Regions from separate parts of the Zea mays genome. Here all the other regions are linked to region 1. The links are chromatin contacts, called in public Hi-C maps. All regions are on one chromosome and are shown on one strand. Each heading gives the region's core, a stretch centred on a gene start, on an enhancer-like site or on the middle of the called end of the contact. The rest is flanking DNA. Distances are from core to core; before and after follow the strand shown.

Region 1 (4,424 bases), core at 1,113-3,612:
AGCTCGAATGAATCGCAACAAGTTCACTACTAGAACGGAGCTCAAATCACTAAGAAAGTCAATCAAGTGCACGGAGACGGAGTGTGGAAGATTTAGAATGCTCAAAGTATGCTTGGGTGACTCCTCCATGCGCTTGGGTGACTCCTCCATGCACCACCGGACAGCCACTGTAGCATGTCCGGTGCGGATCTCCTTCCATTCCTGGCACAGCCGACCGTTGGATCTTCGGGCTGGTTGGCGCACCGGACACTGTCCGGTGCACACCGGACAGTCCGGTGCCCCCAGCCGACCGTTGGCTGGGGCCACGCGTCGCGCGCGGATTGCGTGGTCGACCGTTGCACTGGCGGCCGTTGGCTCACCGGACAGTCCGGTGAATTATAGTCGTATGTCGCTGAAGATTTCCTGAGAGTGGCTAGTTCGCCGGAGCTGGCCTGGCGCACCGGACAGTCCGGTGTGCCAGACCGAGCTGAGTCTTGGCTGCTTCCAGCCAAGTCCTTTTTTCTTTCTCTTTTCTCTGATTCTAACACTTAGACAAATATATTAGTACACAAAACCAATGTACTAAGTCTAGAATCATACCTTCTTGTTGATTTGCACTTCATCCATCATTTGGCATATAATTACTCACTCAATATGTGTTGGGCACTTAATCACCAAAATATACTAGAAATGATCCAACGACACATTTCCCTTTCACTTAGTGTCCCATTTGATTGAAGAGAAAAACTCACTCGGTCTAAGTGACCGTTTGAGAGAGGGAAAGGGTTGAAAGAGACCCGGTCTTTGTGACCACCTCAACGGGGAGTAGGTTTGCAAGAACCGAACCTCGGTAAAACAAATCACTGTGCCATCCGCTCTTATTCGCTTGTGATTTGTTTTCGCCCTCTCTTTCGGACTCGTTTATATTCTAACGCTAACACCGGCGTGTAGTGTGTGCTTAAGTTTATAAATTTCAGATTTGCCTATTCACCCCCCCCCCTCTAGGCGACTTTCAGACCTCATGACCCTGAGCCTACACATACCCTAAGGCGCCAGTGCTTTCGAGGCTTGTATCGCTAGGCAGGGGCGGATCTCCACCCGGGGCTGCCTGGGCTGCAGCCCCGGTCGGCATTCGCGGCCCAGTAAAGGCCCATCGCCGCGTGACCTAGCCGTAGACGCCCAGCCCCAGCTCCAGCCGCCGCTCCCTGTCTCTCTCTACGGCTCTACCCGCCCCTGCCTCCTCCAGCTCCAGGCCGGACGCCGCCCGCCAGCGGCAGCGTCGAGCGCGAGCACCCGGTCCACGGCATCCTGCACGTCGGACTGGCCCAGCCGCTATGCCTCCTTGTCCTGCTGGAGCGTGGCGCGGACGTCGCGCTCGAGCTGCTTCCAGAGCCGCGTGGCGTTGCGCTGCTCCTCGGCGAGCTGCGACAGCTGGACCCTGTTGGCGACGGCCATGGTGACCGCAGCCCGTAGGACCATAGCGCGCTCGCCCGCCACCGCCAGGGCGCCTGGCGCGGAGGCGCCAGCCCGGCCGCGGAGCGCCGGAGCTCGGAGCCGCAGCCTGCAACCGTGCAGCGCGCTCGCCCGCTAGGCCGCCACCGCCAGGCGCGGAGCCGCGGGTCGCCGCAGCCGCGCAGCGCGCTCGCCCGGAGGCCGGACCGCCGGAGCCCGAAGGCAGGAGCACTGCCGCAGTGCACGGTCCACGCCGACGTCGCAGTCCACCGTATTTCTTGTATTTCTAGAATTTGTATTGACTTATTTTTGGACTACATATTTCTTGGATATTTAAATTATATCTTGCTTCTTGTGTCATATTAAACATCAATTAAAGTTTTTTGTTTGGTATAATTTTTTTTATAGTCTTAGCTTGGTAGCCCCTCTCTTGGATCAATCCTGGATCCGCCACTGTCGCTAGGTGCCATATTGCACGAGCCGGTGTCTTATTTGTTAGATGCCCCACAGAGCAAGGGGGCCTAGGGGCTTACTCGTTAGGTGCCCCATGCATGAGGGGCTTCTGTGGGCTTATCCACTAGGTGCCTTGGGGCATGAGGGGCCTTGGAGGATTTATATGTTAGGTGTGTCGAGGCATGAGTGGCCCTGGAGGCTTTATCTGTTGGGTGCCCTAGTGCACTAGGGGCCCCAAGAGCCTTATTTGTTAGGTGCCCGAGGCGCGAGAGGCCTCATAAGCTCATGTACTTGTCGCCTTAAGGCATAAGCCTATGGTCTTATTTATTAGGTGTCTCAAGGACACGGCGGACCCTAGGGGCTTATTAGACATAAGCTTCGATGCATGTACTAAATGCATGTGGAGTCTCGCGAGCCAAGTTGGTAGTCATTCTGAGGTGTGTGGATCCCTTCGACTAGGATCCTTGAGCATGTCTCGACACTAGTACGGGTATGCCCTTCCCTATGTGTCAATAAGTGTGGTGCACATTAATTGTCTTTAGTGCTACGTAGCTCAAATGTGGTCCAAAAGGTATTTTAAACAAACCTCGTTTATAGAGTTTTCAAAACTATAAGTATCTGGGTACTTTTAGAGGCGCCAGACCTTAAGAATCAGGGTCATCAAACCAATGGAGATGGCCCTCCAACTGGATTAATAGTGAAGGCATAATTGTTGAACCTGTGAAGTAGGTCGCGCAGACCATTATGGATGAGTACGACGGTCTATGTAAATAAACTATAGAGCTCCATTGTATGTCAAACTGGTCCAACGAAGGACGATGCAACTGCAACAAGTAGGGTTATTCCTATAGGAGTATCAAACCCTATGAATAGGGTGACAGACAGACTGTCGAGTCCTAGTCTGATGCTCTCTAGAGAGGTTTTATGAGTGTCAGACTGGTCCTGCAAAGGACTTTGGACCATACACTACATGTTGTACACTCTAACGACTATGTCTAACATGCTAAGGATATAGTGACTGTTGTGTCTCATCATACCAAAGAGAATCATCAAATCCATTTTCGTTGGACAATTCGAGGATTTTGCCCAAAGTTATTATAATTATTAGTTGGTCAATTAGGGGTTATAAATACACCCCCAACTCATCCTTCTAACTCTCGTCAATTCTAATTGCTCAAGAAAATTATTTGAGTGTGAGAAGGATCCTTTGGCTACCGAGGGACTTGAAAGTTGGTAATCACTTGATTAACAACCTCATCAGCGCATTAAGGTTAACTAGTGTGCACCCATTTTTCATATTAGCCTTGACTAAGTCAAGTGAAAAGTTTATATTTTTTTACTCTTGGTGATCAACACAGTTTGTTGGCGTTCAAAAGTTTGGTGATCACCTAAAGAACTTGTGAGTGTTCCAACTTAAACATGTACATGGTTGTGAGCAGTTCATCACACCAAAAAGGCGAAGAACCGGTTTATAAAAAGCATTTAGTCCTTATGCTAACAAAGGGGAAGTGACACCATTGCATGTATGCTCCAATAAGAACTAGTGGAGAGCAAAGTATCGAGATGTTCCTAATCCTTCATTTACATTTGAGCAATTTCTTTCAAGTATCTACTTATTAGAATTGCCATGCTAGTATAGACTATAGAGTCAAAAATTAGTGTGCAAAACTTTTTATTATTCTATTATGCATAAGGGATAAAGTTGAGCTTGTTTATAGTTTAAAATTTGTGAAAGAAAATTTAGAGAAGCCTAATTCAATCCCTTTTGGACATCTTAATCCTTTTACACATTGACATACCTTTTGGTAATTATGAGTATTTATCACTTGAACAAGAATAATCCACCACAAAAACCTAGAAATCCAAACACTCTAATTATTATAGTTCATAACCTAGATTATGATAATCATATGTATATTTCATAGTATAATAATACAGTGGTGATCAAATATGCCCTGTATCTAGGAATCGAATTACAAGTTCATCAGTTCTCGATTGATACTTGAAATGACATGTACATTCTAAAATTGTGGATACCATGAAGCATTTCTTATACACAAAATATGGGTATTTCTGTTAATCAATTTATGATACCTCGCTCTCTGAAATCAGTCTACTACTGGCAAACTTAGGGCTTGTTCGGTTATTCCTGTCCCATGTGGATTGGATGAGATTAGAAAAAATATGAAGGATTTTGACTTGTTCAGGATTTAAACTCATCCAATCCCACCCAATCCACATGGATTGAGATCACATGGATTGAGAGGAAAGCGAACAAGCCCTTATAGTTGAATAAGGTGAGTCTGCACACTGGATGAATATCACTATCAGTTAATACCAAGCAATCTCAAACCTTAGGTTTGGATTCTCTGGACCATGATGGAGCTCTAACTTTCAGGTTGGACTTATCTGCCTCCTCATCATTTTCCTCTTCCTCCAGAATCTCCTTAGAGAATGCCTCTGGATTTGCTTTGATGCAGTCCTGCAATGTGATGAAGGGTTTCACGCAATCTGATCCCTGGAAAGGCATATACATCAAA
Region 2 (4,424 bases), core at 1,293-3,792, 130 kb before region 1:
CTGTCATTGTCTGTTTAATTCCTATTAGATACTTATGCGTGTCCTGTTCTTGCCCTCAGGAGATTCAAGAGCTATTTAGTTTGCCACAACAAGGATTTGATGTTTCCCTCACACATAAGCAGTTGCAAGAAGAGCATGGTCAACAAGTTGTTCTGTAAGAGATCTGTTTTCATTAAACTTCTTTTAGTTGCAGGACAATTAATTTGATCTGGATGGTGCAGTCTTATGTGTCATGTTGTAGATCATTGATGGTTATAATAATAATAATAAATTTATATGCATCATTACATAAATTTGTAATGTTACTGTGGCGACAAATAGGCAGAACCGGCACACCATAAGCCATCGATACTCTGGGAGTTTTGTAGGCGTTTTGATATGCACAAAGCATTCTTTATTTGCAGAAGGCAATAGAATTCAATAGAAACATGCACCTCTTGTCTCCAGATGGATTTCCTGCTTTGCACTAATTCAGTGAAACCTGGTGGGTTTGTTACGCATCTTACAGGGATGAGTCCTTGAGGAAGCATATACAGTTTCTGGAGCAACAAGGAATAGCCGGTGTGAGTCATCACAGCCTCCTATTCTCTAAAACTGCAACCCTGCCCACTCTGAGTGAGAATGATGCACTGGACAGGTTAGTGTTACAGCTTTCAATATTATAGCTATTCATAGATTCATTTCTTGTTACTGAAAGTTTTGAGCGTGTCTCCAGTTCCCTTACCTTGCATTGATGTTATGACATATTTATGATTGTATACTGTTTTTACATGTAGCAAACCTCGGGGCATGCCCATGATGCCCCAGCAATATTACAAGGGATCCTCATCTGACTATGTCGCCAACGGGTAAGGATGGCCATGTTCTCCTTCTCCCTGCATGATTGTACTGTACTGTTTAAACTTTGTGTTTGAATTTTGTGCAGGGCATCTTTTGCGCTGAAGCCAAAGGATGAAAGTTTCACTGTTCGAAACTACATTCCAAGTAACAGAAGCGCAGAGAGTCCTGAAGAGATAAAGGCAAGAATCAACCGGCTTTCACAGACCCTCTCCAACGCTGTAAGTCATCCTGTCACGTGAAACTTGTATACACAGATAGATGAGTGTAAAATAAATTGTTGAATTGAATGTAGGTGCTGTTGTCGAAGCTACCAGATGGTGGTGAGAAGATAAGGAGGCAGATAAATGAGCTGGACGAGAAGCTGACTTCTGCTGAGAAGGGGCTGAAGGAGGGGGGCACTGAAGTGATTTCCTTGGATGACTGATCCAAGACATGGAGAGTCTGTGCTCGGCAAAAGTAAAGTGTTTTGAATAGCTTTAGTCACTGGGTTGTGACTAGCATCAATCAAGTCTGCTCTTTTTGCTGCATCTCTGGGCTGGGTCTATCGTTTATGCAATACAATGCTTTTTCTGATGATGATTATATGAATAATATAATCCCCAGACAAAGCAGCAACCATTACAGTCAGACAGAGATGCAGAATGCTTGGTGGGTTTGCTTGATCACTCTATAGTCCGTCCGTTCATTGTATAGGCGGCTGAATCAAAATCAGAGGAGAAGGGCGAGCAGGGCGTTAAAGATAGTCTTCTTCTTGGTGATGGCGCTCTGCAGTTGGTCCAGCTCCAGCAGGTGGTGGTTCCTCCTGGTAGTTGTGGCAGCCTCCCAGAGCGGGCCCCAGCACTCTAACCGGTTGTACTTGCGAGAGCTGGAGTGGAAGTGCACCCACACCTTGGCCTCCATCAGCTCCGGCCTGTCGGCGAACAGAGCGGCGTCGCCATGAACCACCGCCTTGAGGACCTTGATGCATGAGACCAGATCCATCAATCATCAGCCTACTGTCTATAAGGTTAAAGTTGGTTAGTTGGAACGCACGTACCAGCGGTAGCTCCTTGGAGAAGACGTAGTATCTGAAACCTGCGGCCAGCTCCTGCAGGAGGTTGGCGCCGCTGACGAAGCAATGCACCTGCAGCGTCATCTCCCCGGCGGTTTCCTTCCACTCTGCCACCACGTCGTCCCTCTGCAGCGTCGACTTGCGCAGCTGCTCGCTACTCATCACGCCCAGCGTCAGGTTCGCCGTCAAGTCGCAGTGGGTCAGAGTGTAGGCTCTGGGGAAAGGAGGCCGGAGCTCCTCCCCGGCGAACTCCACCTTGAGCTTCGCTGCATTGAAGGTCGTGGGAGGTCCCAAAATCTTTGCGGCCTGCAGCAGATGTATATATATCGACACACATTTTAACTAACTAACTAACTAATTAATCAATCAGAACAAAAACCATGCATAGCATACCTACCAGGGAGCAGTAGGCATCCGCTGTCCTGGCGTCGCAGCTGACGACCAAGAGACGCGGCGGGCCACCCATCCTCCTCCTGCTCGCAACGAGCGCGCGGCTACGGGCCGCCATGGATGCTGCTGCCGCCATCTTCAGGGTCAGACGATGCAGGGGCAGCAGGCCAGGCCCCCCTAGCTCTCTCTCATGGTAATGCGGTTGCGGTGTCTCTTCCTCTCTTCTGTTCTTGGTGTTAATGCGGCCGGCGACGTCCAGGAGGGGTGCGGTGTGGAGTACTGGAGGAGGAGAGGAGAGCTGGGGAGGGAGGGACGTGGCCGCTGCGCCGGTTTGTGGCTGTGGAAGCCTGGAAGGAAGGAAGAAGGTTGACGGGGCACCAAGCGGCCCTCCCTCCAGCCACGGGAGACAGCTGGCATGTTTCTACTGGCTGTCCTGTCCCAATAAGGATAACGGCACTGACGACGACTTGAACGACTCTAGGCAAGGAGGCTCCAGACGACTTCAGGTAGGGAACAGAGGATCTAGCTCCAAGCAATGTTAGAGTTGGTGTCAATGAACCAAGGGTATTCTTCCATCTACTATTTTTCAATTTAACTCTAACAAACAAGTGCTAGTTTCAATCTGTAGACACAATTTAACTAACTGCGATTTTTTTGTGATTCATAGGCAAATAGCATCAAAATTGAAAATCATGGTTAGAGTTGAATCGTATTTTAGTTTGCTGGAGGCCCCAAAGCAATATTGCAAAGATAGCTATAATTTGTTGCAGCCAGTTAATGACATTGCTCAACATCGTATATGGGGGTCTAAGAAATACTTAACACTATGGTGTGAGTGCAGCGATGATGAAGTGTATGTTGAGATTAAAAGTGACGAAAATTTGCTGGATTGGTTCCAATTGAATATAGAGAAGGAAGAAGCGAGTTGCTAAAATCAAAAGTTTTGATAGTCCATTGCAGTTTTCTCCAACCAAACGTAGGTGTCATCCTATGTTGTATTGCTGATGATGTCTATATGCTTGAGAGCTTGAGCCTGAGAGTGTCCGTGTTCATTGAAAGAGAAATAGGGTTTAAACCTTTTTCTAAATGATTTTGGTGGTTTAATGTCCAACACAAATTAATTGGACTAACTAGTTTGCTTTAGATTATATATTCTATAGATGCTAAAGGTTCAACACAAACCAATAAAAAGATCTAAGTTAGGGTTCAAAAGAAAAGAGCAAAAGAAACCGAAGAGAACCCTGGTCTGGCACACCGGACTGTCCGGTGTGCCACCAGACAGTGTCCGGTGCACCGGGGGCCGCACAGTTTAAACTCTTCACCTTCGGGTTTCTCAGACGCCGCTTCACTATAATTCACCGGACTGTCCGGTGTGACAGCGGAGCAACGGCTAGCGAGCGCAACGGTCGACTCCAAGGGTCGTCTGCAACGTGAACAGTGCGCGGACAGTTCGCGCAGAGTCAGAACAGCGCCAGAAGGCGCACCGGACAGTGAACAGTGCCTGTCCGGTGCCCCAAGATGTCAGAGCTCCAACGGTCGAAACCGTCAGAACCCTAACGGTTGGGTGATGTGGCTAGCGCACCGACTGTCCGGTGCGCCCATCGACAGACAGCCTCCCCAACGGTTGGATTGGTGGTTGGGACTATAAATACCCCCAACCACCACCACTCCAAGCATCCAAGTTTTTCAGACATTTCATTCAATACAAGAGCTAGTGCAATCAATACAAGACACAATTCAAAAGAATCAAAGTCTCTCCAAGTCCCAAATACACTCCAAACACCTAGTGACTAGAGAGAGTTTTGCTCGTGTTCTTTGAGCTCTTATTCTTGGATCGCTTTCTTCTTCCCCATTCTTGTTCTTCAAGCACTTGTAATCAAAGCAAGAGACACTAAGTTTGTAGTGGTCCTTGTGGGGTCTAAGTGACCCATTTGATTAAGGAGAAAGCTCACTCGGTCTAAGTGACCGTTTGAGAGAGGGAAAGGGTTGAAAGAGACCCGATCTTTGTGACCACCTCAACGGGGAGTAGGTTCTCAAGAACCGAACCTCGGTAAAACAAATCACCGTGTCATCCGCTTTACTTGCCTTGATTTATTTTTCACCCTCTCTCTCGGACTCGAATTTATTTCTAACGCTAACTCCG
Region 3 (4,424 bases), core at 638-3,137, 69 kb before region 1:
TTATTTGCAATGGAAAGAATTTCCAGTAGCAAAGCAAACATTAAATTAGTTGTCACTAGCAATACATATAGACATGTCAGTGTAATGAAATTCCAGTTTGCAAATAACATTATTGTTCTGGCCTACGCAGCACAAAATTTTAATGGGTTTCGGCACTAGTTAACAATAGCATCAACTCACTAACTCTACTGACAGCTAGTGACATTTTGCTTTGAGCACAACCAACACTAGAGTAAATAAGCAAGTATATCCAACCTACCATTTCAATATCATTTATCTAAGGGCCTGTTTGGAACCACCCAATTTTTAAGAAACCGGTTTATGGAAACTGAGGTGGTTCCAAACATACTAGTTTATGCCTCAGTTTATAGAAATTGGATTCACAGTTTCTTCAAAACCAAGAAGCTAGCCTCTCCTAGCTAAAAAATAAAAACGGGTTTCTTAAAAACTGGGTTTCTTCCAAACAGGACCTAAATCAGTTTCTCAAATCAAAAATAAAAGTATAAAACCAATGGAAAAATAGGCAACATACCTTTTGCATTAGGTCCTGAAGAGCAGGATAATTTATTGCCTCCCTGCCCTTCTGAAACAGATCATCTAGTGACTTCAACAAGAATATATTCTTACTCACCTACAGAGGAATACTTCTTTAATATTAAGTGCCAACAAAACCTAGACACCAAATAGTTCTAGATTGCAATCTGTTTGCGAAAAAATAGCATGCAAATGGGAAAATATCAAATTTAGGATAACATCAAGCTTGCAATCAACAAAGAAAGAAAGGCAGAAAGCTCAAATTTGCTTTAGCACCTCTACATATTTAAAAAGGTATCTAGTTGATGACTATAGAGGAGTAAATTTATAAAATGTTTTAGAACTGAAATTGCAGGCTCTTTTAGTTTAATTTAAGAAAGGCTGTAAAAAGTTTATTTAGGGGGTGTTTGGTTACACCCCGCTAAAGTTTAGCCCCTATCCCATCGAATGTTTAAACCTCCGTTCCGGGTATTAAATGTAGTCGGATTATAAAACTAATTTGTCAGCCGAAGATTAAAAGACGAGACGAATCTAGTCCAATTGGTTGGGTCTATATTTCATACTCCTATTTAAAAGTCAAACGCTTGATGTGACCCGGGCTAAACTTTAGCAGGAGCAACCAAACACCCCCTTAGTATAATTCCAAGATGCTATACAGTAATGCAACAGATAGATAAATTTGCGAACACAAATTAGCTGCTGAAAGAAGGAATGGAATCTATCATTTATCATTTCCCATCACTCTGACAAAGCAAACCCTCTAAACAGCAAATCCAATGAAGCTAGACCCTGCAAACCAATGTTCCTACCCTTCGCTTCTTCTTAGTGTGCGGCGAGGTGAACTTGCGCACGGTGCGGACGACCGCGAGCACAAAGGAGACCCCGACGTAGGCGAGGGGAACCGCGAGAAGCCATGGAACAGGGCTAGAGCCAACACGGGGCCCTGGGATGGCCTGTGTGACGGTGCCAGTGAACTCCACGAGGTCCAGCGCCTTGTCCTGGATCCAGGGCATCTCCTCCTCGACCTCCTCCTCCTCTTCTTCCACGTCCCGCTTCGGGACCGCGCTGGGATTCGCGGGCTGACGCGAGGCGGCGGCAGCAGGGGGCTGGCTGCCGGCGCGCTTAGCGCGGACGACGAGAAGCGGCGCCGGTCGCCGGGGCGCTGTACGGGCGGGGATGGTTAGGCTGAACGGGCAGCGACGAAAACAAACGCTACCGCGGTCCATCGGGGCGGCGAGCGGATGAAAGAAAGAGGTGGTCGCCATCGAGGTGGCGCTGGGATTAGGGCTTATCGTGGTAGGGGCTTCAGGTGGAGGAAGTTCACCGGCAGCGGAAAGGTTTGGAGGAAGAGGACGACTGAACGAGCAGGGAATACGGGCCGAGCGGCCCAGTAAGGAACAGCTGATGTTTGGAGCATCTCCAACAACATGATTTAAAATAGTACCTTAAAAATTAAAATACTATATAATTCAAATTGTTTAGTGTACTAGTGATAAATTACGCTCTAACAGTTAAGTCCTAAATAATATATTTTCGAAAATGAATTATGTTATTAAAAAATAAAATGTTGAGAATGCTGTAGAAAATAAAGATAGGTACTAGTCTAGGGTGTAGTATATTTGTGTTACTTTATGGAGTGCTCTATATTTTTTTCACAAAAAAATTATAAAATAGAGCACGGTTGGAGTTGTTTTTATGTGTTGAACCCTATATTTTAAGATAGAGCACTGGTTTAAGGCACAATTAGAGATGCTCTTACATGTATGTCATTATAAACAATCATATTTTTTCTATAATATGAGTCGATAAAGCTGATCCTTAATTTCTCATCTCATCTCTATTTCAAATTTCATTCTACAAACAATACAATTTTACGTCCCTATTTTACACTGTCCGCTTTAAAGTTCTCTCCTATGGTCGCAAGAAACTTCTTTTCTTTGTAGACCACCACTGTCGTCTATTTTTCTAATGACAGCAGTTAACATCCAATGAAAATGATGTTTTTCCCTCAGTAGAAAATGCATTTAAAAGGTTATTTTCTCTCTCTAATGTCACTGTAACGGCATGTATTTTGCATTAAAAAATAATTTTTTACTCTGATACCATGGTGACAGCTTATATGTGCATATATGAATTTCCAATAACTATAATAAATTTATAATACATCTAAAAAAGTCCCACAATTGTTACAACCAAAACTACGGTTTAATGACATGTTTGGTTATATAACTAAGGTGCCAAAAGTTACATATTTTTCGTTACACTTGTCTAAGATAAGATTAGGCACTTAAATTATTCGCGCACATCTTATCATGCGTAAGATAAGAGAATTTCGTCACACCTTTTAAGTTATTGATAAGTGAGACCTACACAGCAAGAGAAAAATCTTGCTACAATCGTGGCTACAAACCAAACATAGGCCTAAACTGGTGAAATCTTCCTAATCTTAGACGTGATAAACTATAGTGAGAGTGCCAGCGAACCAAACAGATTCTAAATCAAATAAATCGAGACATAAAGGGTCCAAAATTATCATCTAGAACATATAGAAGTACATTTCAATGTCTAGAACTATTTAACTTAAATACTTATTTTGGTTGTTGCAATTATAAAAAAATAATACATTGCAAATTTATTATATTTATTAGAATTGTTTATGCGCACATAGAGAAATTAAGTTTCATGCTACAGTAGTGCAGAGCTAAAATTTTGCACTAATATGGAAGAAACTGTGATATTTTACAATGGCACATAGGTAAAAGAGTCTAGCTAGCCATGTCGAACAATATGATATGCTATGTCGCTATACCCTTCCATTTTAAAAAAAAAAGACATAGGAGCATCTTCAAGTGTCTTTTTAAAATTTGCTTTCTAAATTATCATCTGAAGAGTTGGTTGTACCCTCCAATAGTTTACCTTGTGCACACTTTAAAGTGCTATACTCATTTTTTATTGTTAACTAATGAAAAATTTAGAATAAAGCATGTCAATATTTAGAGATCTAAATAAGATCTCGGAGGGTGTTTTTTCACTACCATCTCTATTTCTCTAAATTAAATAGAATGTAAATAGTTTCTTAGAGGTGCTCTAACGATTTGCGATGTCTCCTTACACGCTTATTTGTTTGCATTAGACTATGCATGCATCCTAAATTAGCACAAACATATATAATGCATTGATGTTCAATTGTTCTACGCAGAAGACATGTCTAACACTCTAACTAGTGCATAGCTAGTAAAATTCATATGAAAAAAAGGATAAAAATCATGTGCATTAGAGGATAAAATTCCTACGACTTTGTCTTGTAAGTACATATGGACCTGAAATGTGTTATGTTCATATATATTTTTACAAAGTAACTCTATATCTCAGTTTTTGATACAATGTGCATCTATAGATGTGCTCCATTTAAAAAAAGCTTATAGGTATGTGCTTCACTGAGGTCTTTATTATTGCACGGAATGAAAGGTTTGCATCCAGCATTATCCATAATACGATTTTGTTTTAGTTACTTATATTTTGTTACATGTAGTCATCTTCATACCTTTATGTGCTACCATATATCTCTCATGTTATAGGAGAGGTGGGAAGATGGGGGAGTGTCATGGTTTCGGAAACCAGAGGGACAATAAAATTTTTGTTCGGGATGGGAGGCTAGCGCAGACTCACACTGAATGGTGAATCGCATGTGACTCGAATAAATGGTTAAGATAGAGTGATTATACTGGTCCAGGCTTTCGCCTAGTCCAGTGTAGTACTGATCCTTGTCTTGCTCTCGAGATCGTGTTACAACAGGTGTGTGCTCAAAATGAGAGAGGGTCCTGCCCTTTTATAGTTCAAGGGAATGACCTTACAGATGGGACTTGTTTCATATTGGCAAGGGCGTGATC

What was found. Hi-C and Micro-C count contacts between places; a contact is called where the count stands out from the background.
Region 2: a Hi-C map of ear shows a contact between it and region 1, with 2.5 times the contacts expected there. The contact joins the promoter of LOC100192013 here to the enhancer-like site in region 1. A contact is called at or near these places in 3 of 25 Hi-C or Micro-C datasets (ear, leaf and tassel).
Region 3: a Hi-C map of ear shows a contact between it and region 1, with 2.8 times the contacts expected there. The contact joins the promoter of LOC100382145 here to the enhancer-like site in region 1. A contact is called at or near these places in 3 of 25 Hi-C or Micro-C datasets (ear, leaf and tassel).

The regions. Positions count from the first base shown.
Region 1 is chr2:28,194,104-28,198,527 of Zm-B73-REFERENCE-NAM-5.0, forward strand. LOC100285749 (coiled-coil-helix-coiled-coil-helix domain-containing protein 4) reads right to left here. Exons shown (of 4, transcript NM_001158639.2): 4 at 3,785-4,402. The coding sequence ends at 4,232. Among protein-coding and RNA genes, the nearest start is that of LOC111590845, 15 kb to the right of the region's middle. Within about 2 kb of position 2,363, at least 5 of the 20 cell types and tissues checked have an H3K27ac peak or open chromatin away from gene starts, as enhancers often do. A contact at or near this core is called in ear, where this site is marked.
Region 2 is chr2:28,067,567-28,071,990 of Zm-B73-REFERENCE-NAM-5.0, forward strand. LOC100192013 (Protein STAY-GREEN LIKE chloroplastic) reads right to left here and starts at 2,543. Exons shown (of 3, transcript NM_001137437.1): 1 at 2,289-2,543; 2 at 1,877-2,197; 3 at 728-1,797. The coding sequence starts at 2,417. The coding sequence ends at 1,549. It overlaps LOC100384583 (Protein CHROMATIN REMODELING 24), which reads left to right. Exons shown (of 20, transcript NM_001347190.1): 16 at 60-154; 17 at 509-637; 18 at 777-848; 19 at 926-1,058; 20 at 1,133-1,466. The coding sequence ends at 1,264.
Region 3 is chr2:28,125,345-28,129,768 of Zm-B73-REFERENCE-NAM-5.0, forward strand. It overlaps LOC100382145, which reads right to left and starts at 1,888. Exons shown (of 6, transcript NM_001174905.1): 1 at 1,344-1,888; 2 at 533-631. The coding sequence starts at 1,799.